Regions from separate parts of the Aedes albopictus genome. Here region 1 is linked to region 2. The links are chromatin contacts, called in public Hi-C maps. All regions are on one chromosome and are shown on one strand. The core of a region is the stretch at or near the end of the contact, and the rest is flanking DNA. Distances in the headings are between cores, read along the strand shown.

Region 1 (5,874 bases), core at 1,228-3,727, 270 kb after region 2:
TACTGGGATGTTGTAGCTTTCATTTGCTGCCAAGAGAACTCAAATCGGTTGACAGACGGCTAAGATATTCATCAATATGCTAAATGTCAAAAATGTCTCAAAAAGCTAACCTATGTTACTTCAAAGTACTCTTCGAAAGATATCTCGGTAACCAAACGTCCGATCGTAATAAAATTCAATAGGGTTCTACTAGGATGTTGTGTAGCTTTCATTTGCAACTAAGAGAATCCAAATCGGATATCAGACGGCTGAGAAACGTGCGTGACTTTTTTTTGTAACATACGCACACACACACATACACACACACATACACACACACACATACACACACACACATACACACACACACACACACACATACATACACACACACAGACATTTGCTCAGTTCGTCGAGCTGAGTTGATTGGTATATGTGACTCGGCCCTGCGGGCCTCGGATCGAAAGTCGGTTTTTCGAGCGGTATTTATACCCTTCTTATGGGTGTAAGAAGGGTAAAAACAAGTTAACAGGATATTAAAATTTTTATAATGAACCTGTTTTCACATTATACAACATATTTAAATAAAAACTTGTTGCGATGTTTTGTTATAAGCCACAACATTTATATGCATGATCTTACAAATTTGGTTACAAGTATGTTGCATAAGCTTTGTTCAGGAACTCGGGGATCTAAATATCTTTCAGTTTATTCTCCTAGGAATTTACTATAAAATTTATAGAGTTAAATCAATATTTTGTAGTTTCTGAACAAAACGTTCATTTCTTCTCTTTGCAGTGCGAGGATGTCGACCGGGCAAGGCGGTACCCATGTCAGAAGAAGAAATCCGTGGACTGTGCCTAAAGTCGCGAGAAATTTTCCTACAGCAGCCCATCCTTCTTGAGCTGGAAGCACCCCTGAAAATTTGCGGTAAGTGAATAATATTCTGAAAAAAAAAAAAACATATCGAAAACATCCTTGTTCTCTTTGTTCCTATCAACCAGGTGACATCCACGGCCAGTACACAGATCTGCTGCGGCTGTTCGAGTACGGTGGATTCCCCCCGGAGGCCAACTACCTGTTCCTGGGCGACTACGTGGACCGAGGCAAACAGTCGCTGGAGACGATCTGCCTGCTGTTGGCCTACAAAATCAAATACCCAGAGAACTTTTTCCTGCTGCGGGGCAATCATGAGTGTGCCAGTATTAATAGGATATACGGTAAGCGCGTCAGTCCATGAAGTGGTCCTTGGGTAGATTTGATAAATCATCGTTCATGTCGTTCGGTTTTATTTGCAGGATTTTACGACGAATGCAAACGGAGGTACAACGTGAAGCTGTGGAAAACCTTCACCGACTGCTTCAACTGCTTACCGATTGCGGCCATTATTGACGAGAAGATCTTCTGCTGCCACGGTGGGCTGAGTCCGGATTTGAATGTGAGTACAATGAAAAATGTCTACTTGTTTTATTTTATTTCATTGTTTTTTGTCCTTGGCAGCATATGGAGCAGATCAGAAGAATCATGAGGCCAACCGACGTTCCCGACACTGGGCTGCTGTGCGATTTGCTGTGGAGTGACCCAGATAAGGATGTGAAGGTATTTAAAACGGTATTCACATTCACCAAGTTCACGGCCCTCAATGGTCTCTTAATCTTCCCAACAGGGCTGGGGCGAAAACGATCGCGGTGTGAGTTTCACCTTCGGCGTCGACGTGGTGTCCAAGTTTCTCAGTATGCACGATCTGGATCTGATCTGCCGGGCGCACCAGGTCGTCGAGGATGGGTACGAATTCTTTGCCAAACGCTCGCTGGTCACGCTCTTCTCTGCTCCGAACTACTGCGGAGAGTTTGACAACGCCGGTGGAATGATGTCGGTCGACGAGAATCTAATGTGTTCATTTCAGGTTGGTTGACTGGACGGGATGTCCTAGATTCGAGTGAAAGCTAATTCGTGGAATCTGTCTCCTTTTGCAGATCCTGAAACCATCGGAGAAGAAGGCCAAGTACCAGTACTCTGGCACGAACGCGCAGCGACCGCAGACGCCCCAGCGGAACCAGAATCAACAGCTGCCGCCGAGCAAACGGAAATAATAATTTCTCTCCCTTCTGAATCGCTATCTGACCCGACGACGGCGCGGCGGCGGCGGCAGTGGTGGTGGTGGCGGCGGAAGCAGCAGCAGCAGGAAACAAAAAGCGTCATCATCATCGTCATCATCAGCAGCAGAACCTGCAGGATCGGGACCATCTGATCTGGCAAATACCCCACCCGCTCCACCACCACCATCGTCTCTGTCTTCATCATCATCATCAACCGCAGCAGCAGCAGCAGCATCATCATCAGCCGTCCCCGTCGGCGCCGGGGCAGGTTTGTCCGATTCATTCTCCAGCAGTAACAGCAGTAGTAGCGCCCTAGAAAACCAAAATCACCACCCCCGCCATTATCAGCAGCACTCCCGACGACCGTCCTCTTCCTCCCAGCAACAGCAATCGCCATTTATGGGCCCCTCCTGTGATTATGAACCAGTAAGACACGTGCACTACAGTAACAACCATCACCACCACCACGAAGACGACGACGATCCGGAACCGAACGAGGAGGAGTACGAGGAAGAACTGATTGTAACCATACCACCCCCTCCGCCCCCTCCCGCCCAGGTAATGGTGCAGCAGTTGCACTCGTTGCGTCTGCACTCACCATCAGTAGAATCATCACCGTCACCGTCAGCGTCAGCATTGCCACCTCGGGCCGTAACCGTACAAATCGCCGTTCCTCCGCCATCTAGTTCTAGTTCTTCCGCCTCCGCCGGATCACCGTGGGTACCGCTGAAGTCGTCGTCGTCGTCGTCCTCTTCGGCACCCTCATCAGCATCATCGACAGCACCGATCGGCGGCACCGGTGGGCTTCCTCCGCCGCTGCAATCTGCATCATCATCATCGTCAGCGTCATCGTCAGTAACGTTCTCCACCTTTCGGAGGGTTCATTGATGGGGGTTTTAAGGGAGGGACGCATCCAAATTTCTTCGATTTAAAATTTGCAGTAGAGAGAATTAGGATTAGTGCTTGATTAGCTTTCTTTTTTTAGGTTCGTCAAATGAAGCTTCGGAAAGAAGCTTTCTCACACGCATACACAAGAGTAAATCACAACTGAGTCATTTTAGTTTTTAGAGATGAACTTTTGTACTTTTTCTTTATATTTTAGAAGATGTTTTTTTTTCTCTTTTTCTTCAGTTTGATCAGGTTAAAAAACAAACATTCTCGAAACGTTGGGCTTAAGTCACAGAAAACAGAAGAAACAAATGGAACTCCATGAAAAATTTCTGAGCATAAATACAGCACGCATATGGACAGCGAAAAAAAATCATGTGGTTGAACAATTGTTTTGTGGAGAAATCCGTTTTTCCATGAAATTGGTGAATCTGTTTTTTTTTTAACTTATCTTTTTTTGTAGTTTCAAATCATTTTCTTCTGAAATAACAACGTAGGTATTACATTTTCAACTGATTCTTCTGGGTCTATTTGGGTTCTGGTTTCACGCTGCATATCTGAGCACTGGCATGTTTTTAAACCAACCAGAATGAAGAACAGTAGCGTGAACATCTCTACGGCGACTCGAATGGAATCGGGCGCTCCGAACACAATGCCATTGAAATTGTTACACGGTCGTCCCGATGTTCTTCAATGTTGTACCTAAACCAGAGAGTATCCGGTATCAGTAGGTCGACTCTAGAGGCACGTTCCCCTCCGTTTGGGAAATTTGTGCCATAACTACTCTTGCGTGGTCATCCTGATCAATACGATTGTCGTTTTCTTACCAAGCGTGGTCGTCCCAACGTACTTGTTGTGTCTAAACAGTATGTCAAGCATGGTCGTCCGACCATTTCAGCTATTGGGTGGTCGTCTCGACGTGCTTCAATACTGCACTTAAACAGTGTGCAAAATGCGGTCGTCCCAAACAACATGCCATGTCAACTCTTGCGTGGTCGTTCTGATCAATACGACTTTGTCATTTCCTCTAGGGAATGTGCAAAGCGTGGTCGTCCCGACGTGCTTGCTATGCCTAAACAGTGCAATTCAGGGTTGTCTCGAACAACATTCTATTTCAACTGCTGTGAGGTCGTCCCGACATGCTTTAATGCTGTGCCTAAATAGTGTACAAAGCATGGCCTGGCCATCCCGAACAACATGTCATTTCAACTGTTGCGTGGTCGTCCCGATGTGCTTCAATGCAGTGCCTTAACGGCATAAACAGTGTATAAAGCATGGTCATCCCGAACAACATGCGTGATCATCCCGATCTCGATGCGACTTTGTCATTTACTTGGGAAATATGCAAAGCCTGGTCGTCCCGATATGCTTCAATGTTGTGTCTTCATCCATCACATTGACGTGGAAACAGCCTTCCGTATGGGGACTCGAAGGAAGACCACTACATGGCTGTTCCGAATGGTGTGGCCAGTAAACCCAATCAAGTCTGCAAGTTGGAATAATCTCTGTATGGTTTGAAGCAGAGCCTTAGATCCTGGAACGAAAAGCTGAACCATTTGCTGATCATTTGTCCACTCCAAACATGACTAATGTCTTTACGTAAGAAGCATCGACAAATAGACGATGGATTAGTGTACTTCATCATCTGTGTTAACGATTTGCTACTTATTGGAAGTATACCCTCCACTCGCAAAACAGTCCCATATGAAAAGGAAAACCAGCAAAGATGGAACTGTTATGCGAGTGGTGGCAGTATACGTCTGACAAAAGAAGTCAAGCAAGCTTTATAATGTCAGTTCCAAATATCAAAACGTGGGTAAACTCAAGAAGCAGCAATCATTTAAGCTCTAGCAACCAAGTTTAGACTCAAAAACTGCGCAAAGCAGTCAAGACACCGATTGGTCATCATACCTGGATGATTCAAGAGAATGTGTTGATCGTCCTATGAAGTTTGGTGTACCGTACACAATGTTGTGCGTTAGGCCTGACATCATGAGGTTCACTAGCAAATGCCGAAGAAAATCGTACGCTATTTGAAAGGTTCCAAACCCATGAGGCTGAAATATTAACGCCCAACAGAGAAAGAACGAATCTGCGCTGATTGGATTCGCTGATGTTAATCAGTTGATCGATAGACAGAAGGAAATTCTTGTGGAATCTCAGAAAGAGCTCTTCGAGGATTCCCAGAAGGACGTCATGGAGAAATTCCAGAAGGAATTTCTAGAGGATTCTCAGAAAGAACACCTGTACAATTCCCGGACGTCTTCCAGATGGAATTTTTAGAAGATTTCCAGAAAAAAAATCCCATGGAAGATTTCAGGAAGTTAGTCCAGGAAGGCTTTTAGAAGAAAATTCTGAAGGATTCTTAGATAGACGGCCGGAGGATTCCTAGAAGAAACTCCTGGAGGATTTCCAGAGAAAAACTTGAAGGTTTCCAGAAGAAATTTGTGGAGGATTCTCAGATACAACTCTTGGAGGATTCCCAGAAGAAACTCCTAGAGATTTTCAAAATGCAGTCCTAGAGGATTCCCATAAGGAACATCTGAAGAAATTTCAGAAGAATTTTCTGGGAATACCTAGAACAGACTTCTGGAAGATTTGCGGAAGGAATTCCGGGTACGCTTCCATCATAAATTCCTGAAATATTTTCGGAAACAGATTTTGCAGGATTTCCAGAAGTATTCCTCGAGGCTTCTCAGAAGAAACTGGAAGACTACCAAACGGAATTCAAGGAGGGCCTCCCAAAAGGAATTTTTGAAGGATTCCCAGAAATTATTTTTGGATAATTTCTAGAAAGATTTCCTGGGAGATTTTCAGAAGGAATTCCAGGAAGGTTTTTAGAAAGAATTCCTGGAGGATTCTCAGAAAGAACTCTTGGAGGATGCCCAGAAGGAACACTTGAAGGATT
Region 2 (6,002 bases), core at 795-3,294:
TAGCGGAAAAAGCTGGATACAATCATGTCGCCTATCTCAACGGATAGAAGCCGTTCATGAGGCAGTCAACCTTTGGGTGAACTTCATCATTTTATCGCCTAACTCAACGGACAGAATCCGTAATGTGGTGCTCCTCCAGTTGACGTCTCGACTAATAATGATAATTTGAAGATCTCGGCCTACTCACTGATCTGCTAAACTACCACACTTATGCCGTTTTTCTTTTTTAACCTGGGTTGGAACTGGATTGGCGGAAAATGTATAAACTTTAGTACAAGCGAAACCGAAATCGGGTTGGGGTTCAAACTGTGATCTCATCCAGTTCCAACCCAGGTTGGAACTGGATCAAAAAGAAAAATGGCATTAGAATCATCAATCTACTGTCAGCCCTATCACTTATATAGTCAAGCGAGGGTTGCTGTGATCAAATTCAAATATAGCGCATTTAGTTCACCACTGGACTATCGCAATAGTTTTCAAGAGTGCGAAACGGCAAATAAAAGTGCGCGATTGCATCCACTCGACTCGGTGTCTTCAGAGCACTTATTCATCATACATCGAAGCATTAGTGCGCCGAAGACATCAATTTGATTTGATGCAATCGCGCATGTTGCGGGGGCATAAGGGGAATTTACACCGGGTTTTTAGCAGCCTCAGATCAACGCGAATCGTGCGTTTGTGCAGCTTTAAACTGCAAATATAGTTTTTATTAGTTCAATAAAATAGGAATTTACACTGTAACTTTTCTTACACTTTCGGTGACGCCCTTTACACACGTTCTGCCTTTAACAGCGCAACAGAGTTCTTGATACTGTTGGTCCTAGCATAGCACATTTTGTCTAGCTATAAATAATTCATTTGAGTTAAATAATTCACATATAAAGAATTTCCTATCATTATTACTCACCCTTACATGAACTAGAATAATAAATTCAATTTAGACTAAACAATGCAAGAAATAATAGTATCTAATAAATTCGTGCAACTATCCTGACCATTTCGGCAGGGTTTTACGTCTCGCTGGCTCTCGTAATCTAACATTTTATCTATTTGAGGCTTCTTTGTTACTCATTATTGCCTCTTTTGACACATCAAGAGGCAGTGTGGCCAGCGGCAACAGCGCAGTTTTATTTACGTTTTCGCACTTCAGACTCAGTGCGCAGTCCAGTGGTGAACTAAATGCGGTTTGGATATATTTGTATACAAATGATTGCTGGGATCCAACATATACAACAGTACAGAGAAAATGGCAAGCCGACCAACAGCAAGTTGAAGGGCTTTATCAGGGAGCTTGAGTTCAAGTCTGTAGTCACGGGGGTGAATCTTCATCACGAAAAGAGCCGCTCGTTTGATTGCTGGACCTGGTGGTGGAAAGCAAGCTTTTTTGTACAGCGAGCATAGGGCGGGAGCGAGGTACGCTTTGATGATTTTTATTTCTCCAAGGAAATTGGTTCCAATCTAGTTCTCCCAGTGAAAATTTTGCCACTTCCACCTCGAAACTTCAAATTTGTTCGAAGATACACATCTGTTCTGTGCTGTAGTGTCAGCCAGGAAGCAATCTTCCAGGGGAGAGAGAGAGGACAACTTAAAGCGGTAGCTGGTGGAGCGCTTACCATCAGAGGGTGCTCGTACGGCCCCCTCCTTTTCTCGAAGTCGTCCCTGACCGGCGCTCCGCGAAGGTAAGGTTGAGAGAATGAGGTTTTAGTGGGTCGGTCCTATAAAAAGAAAAACAAAAAGGTTAATCACAGGCGAGCAGCAGCATGTCTTACGAACGTCTCGCAGTTGTCTAACATGCATTTTACTTGCTGGGATTTTTTATTTCCTGTTCAAAAATTACGCACGAAACGGGCAACATTGTGCACACCCCTGACGACAGACAGCCCTGCCAAGCTACTTATCGTTTTCCTGTTCGATTTGCGCATCAAACGATGAATCGGTGTCGTTGTGTGCGTGAGCACGACAATCGTCCGCACTCCGACACACAAACACACGCCCATCACCAGAAAAAAAAAAAAGTTTGAGCGAACGCCGAGCGAGTCTTCTTCATTCTCGTGTCGTCGTGCCGTGCGGTGTGTGATGTGAATATACTTTGCGAGCGAGCCAGGAAGCCGAGTCCGAGTGCCACAGCTACTACCGAGTTGAGTCGACGAATCTACTACCAAAGCCGCGTTCCGTTCCGGTCGGTGTGTGTCCAGCGAAGCCAGCCACTGTCTCATCATTCGATTAGTAGCATTTTCCGCGACTGGCAGCAGATCGAAGTTCCGCGTTTTCGTTGCGCGTTCTCCAAGAGTGTGCGGTGTGTGAAGATTGTGGTGCGGTTCTCGGTCCATCATCAGTCGGAGAGTGCTCGGAATTTGGAATTTCGGAATTGGGTGTGAGCCGAGAAAGGTGAATATTTTCTTCTTCATCCGGACGGATTTTGATTCGATTGGATTGGACACGGACTGTAAACCGGGAGGGAAAAATCTGATTTTATTTTTTTTTATTGCGTATCATCGTAGTAGTCACCCCTGACGAGAAGCGGTGCACGTTTTGTGCCGTCGTGCGAATGTTGTGCTGGGGGAATGAAAATTAGTGCTCCCGATTACACTGAAGTTTTTTTTTACGCGGTTTTTTTTTACGCGGTTTTTTTTTACGCGGTTTTTTTTACGCGGTCCGTCCTAAAAAAAAACCGCGTTATTTCAAGACCCGTCGTAAAAAAAAACCGCGTTATTTCAAAAACCGTCGTAAAAAAAATCCGCGTTTTTTCAAAAACACGCGTAAAATAGTCAGCACCACATCTAACGTGACTTGACTTTTTTTACGACGTTTTTTGAAATAACGCGGTTTTTTTTTACGACGGGTCTTGAAATAACGCGGTTTTTTTTTACGACGGGTCTTGAAATAACGCGGTTTTTTTTTACGCGGTTTTTTTTTACGCGGGACCATTACCGTCGTAAAAAAAAACTTCAGTGTATTCATTATTTTTGCGGAATTGTGTCGGATCTAGCGGACGAGTGGTGGTGTGCGACGGATGAGCAGAGACGATCGCATGGCGGTGATCTAGATTACAGTTTTTTTTTCGCTCATCGTGGCATCTCTGATGAAAAAGGGTGTGTGTGCGAGAAAACTTCAATTCGGGAAGAAAATTTCGTTCAGTGTGTGAAGGAATTCCGATCCGTGCGTAGCAATCCGGGAGTTTCGGTTGTCTGTGGGATTCTGACAGATGCGGGGGAAGTAAATAAAATAAACGCAGATCTGTGCGATTTGAATGAGTGAGTGTTCCTTTCGAAGGAAGTACGGGCAATTTTCTTGCCAGCTGTTGTCATCCGGGACCAGTCAGTCAGTCAGTCAGTCAGTGTGCGCGGAACAGGGGGATTTAAACTTGCCAGTGCCATATAGGTCGTGTCTTGTGCAAAAAAGGGAAGATATTGTGTGATTGTGTGATGGATCATTATCACCCAGTCCAGCTAGAGAAGTGGCTGACAGTGTATTTGTAAATATATCAGTCATTGCGTGTGTCGGATTCCAGCAAAGCTCACACAAAGTAGTGCGAAAAAAACAGGGTAAAAAAACGTGACGAAGACGAGTGTGAAGAACCGTAAACCTAGGGTGATTTAAAGGGGGAATCGACCTGCGGTGGACAGAAGGCAGGGCAACTTTTTGAAGTGAAAAAATGAAGAATAAACACGAGACGATGAAAAGTGAAGCACACACATTCACGAGAGGGCGGATAGTAACGACACAGAAGAAGGGAACAACAACATTCACATGCCCCGCGCAGTGGCCGCCCGCTCGGGATGACCTCCGTCGGACGTCGCAGCGCTCCGGACGAAAGTTACCCTCGTTAATCCTGGTGCACAGTGGGAAAGGAGATGGGTTTCACAATGAAACTTGATTTTGGGTTGGGATGGTTCAATGAAAGTAACCCAGAAAATGTGATTTATCGATAGATGTTGCGTTTTGATTCGTTGGGAGAAGAATGCGTAAAAATTGATCAAGTCTACTTTAGAAATTAGTCGAAAGTCAACGAGAATCTCAGCATTTCGTCAAAATATCTATAACTACTAAGTAAAAGCATTAAAAACTTAGAATGGTTTTGGCTAATATCTAAATTAATGAGTACAATGAATAAGACATGAAACAACTTGAAATTATCAAGGAATTCCATTTACCTTGGAAGTATTTTGGAATTATCTGAGAATTCTGTGACTATGTAGATATCATTTATTTACCCAGAAATTCTTTCTGGGTTTCTTGCAACAGTTTATCTGGTTTTTATTAAAGATTTCCTGATAGGATTCTTCCAGGAAAATCTTCTTGAACTCATCTGAGATTTTTCCAGAAGCATCTGGAATTCCTTCAGTAATATCTTCTGGAACTCCCTAAAGTTTTTGAAAAATGCTCTCTACAATCGCCTTTGGAATACCCCTAGGATTTGGCACTGCGTCAAGAGTTTCTTCCACGAGATCCTTTTAGGAATCTTAAAGGAGTTACTGCCTATGTTCGCATATCAGTCCCATATTTGCAGGATTTCTTATTCATATGGGACAATTATGCGATCATAGGCAGTTTAAGTCATAAATACAATATGGAAATCCTCCAGATATTCCTTCTCTGAATTCTCCCAAACTTCTTTCCAAAAATGATCCAAGGGTCCCTTCTGGAAATAGTCCAGGGGCTCCTTCTGAAAATCCTTCAAGGTTTCCTTGGAGATATTCTCCAGGAGCACCCTTGACAAATCTTCAAAAGTTTCTTTTGATAAGCTTCCAGAAATGGCTTTTGGGAGTCCTATTGGTGATCCTTTGAAATCCTTTCACGAGTTGATTATAGAAAGCTTCCAGAAGTTTCTTTTGAAAATACCTAAGGAGTTTCTTATGGGATTCTTCCATGAGTTTTTCTTTGTCTAAAAATATTCCCGGAGTTCCTTTTATTATTATTAGCTTTATTAAGGAGATTTTCAGTACGCGACTGGTTTATCTCCAATCCAGGAGTTCCTTATGGGAATTCTCTACGATAAGAAAAAGAGTATACGCCTAGAATTTCTTCTGGAAATCCACCAGGAGTTCCTGGAGGAAACCCTAAATCAAATTTGTGGAACCAAAACCAAACTCCCGTACTTACCTTACCGATCAGGCTAAGGCCGGGGTGGCCTCTGCTGTACATAGTAGCCGCCTCCATTCCACTCGGTCCATGGCTGTTTGTCTCCAGTTCCGCACTCTGCGTAGGGTCCGCAGATCGTCCTCCACTCGACCCACCTAGCTCGCTGCGCTCCACGTCTTCTTGTACCGGTCGGATGACTCTCGAGAACCATTTTAGTCGGGTTGCTATCCGACATCCTGATGACGTGACCCGCCCACCGTAGCCTCCCGATTTTCTCGGTATGGACGATGGATGGTTCTCTCAGCAGCTGATGCAGCTCGTGGTTCATTCGCCTTCTCCAAGTCCCGTATTCCATCTGCACTCCGCCGTAGATGCTACGCAACACCTTCGAAAACTCCAAGGACGCGTTGGTCCTCTGCACGTAGGGTCCATGTTTCGTGCCCATAGAGGACGTAAACCGGTCGTTTTGTAGATGGTTAACTTCGTGTTACGGCGAACTTTATTCGATCGTAGAGTTCTGCGGAGTCCAAAGTAAGAACGATTTCCTGCCACAATGCGCCTCTAAATTTCTCTGCTGGTGTCGTTGTCGGCGGTCACCAGTGAGCCCAAGTAAACGAATTCTTCAACCGCCTCGATTTCATCACCGTCGATATAAATTCGGGGAGGCGGGCGCGGTGATTCCTCCCTAGAGCCCTTTGCCATCATGTACTTTGTCTTCGACACATTAATGACTAATCCGATTCGCCTGGCTTCACTCTTTAGTCGGCTGTACGTTTCCGCCATCGTCTCAAATTTACGAGCAATAATATCAATATCATCGGCGAAACCAAGCAGCTGAACGGATTTCGTGAGAATCGTCCCACTCGTGTTTATCCCCGCTCTTCTTATTACACCCTCCAAAGCAATGTTGAACAGCAAGC

What was found. A called contact is a pair of places that touch in the nucleus more often than the background predicts.
Region 1: a Hi-C map of embryo shows a contact between it and region 2, with 4 times the contacts expected there. The contact joins the promoter of LOC115254271 here to the promoter of LOC109418407 in region 2. A contact is called at or near these places in 2 of 3 Hi-C or Micro-C datasets (embryo and whole body).

Annotation. Positions count from the first base shown.
Region 1 is chr3:25,866,844-25,872,717 of AalbF5, forward strand. LOC115254271 reads left to right here and starts at 2,478. Exons shown (of 1, transcript XM_029853880.2): 1 at 2,478-2,966. The coding sequence starts at 2,478. The coding sequence ends at 2,966. LOC109418407 (serine/threonine-protein phosphatase PP1-beta catalytic subunit) reads left to right here. Exons shown (of 8, transcript XM_029865674.2): 3 at 778-909; 4 at 984-1,199; 5 at 1,278-1,417; 6 at 1,480-1,578; 7 at 1,646-1,885; 8 at 1,956-5,804. The coding sequence ends at 2,072.
Region 2 is chr3:25,592,302-25,598,303 of AalbF5, forward strand. LOC109418407 (serine/threonine-protein phosphatase PP1-beta catalytic subunit) reads left to right here and starts at 2,045. Exons shown (of 8, transcript XM_029865674.2): 1 at 2,045-2,388.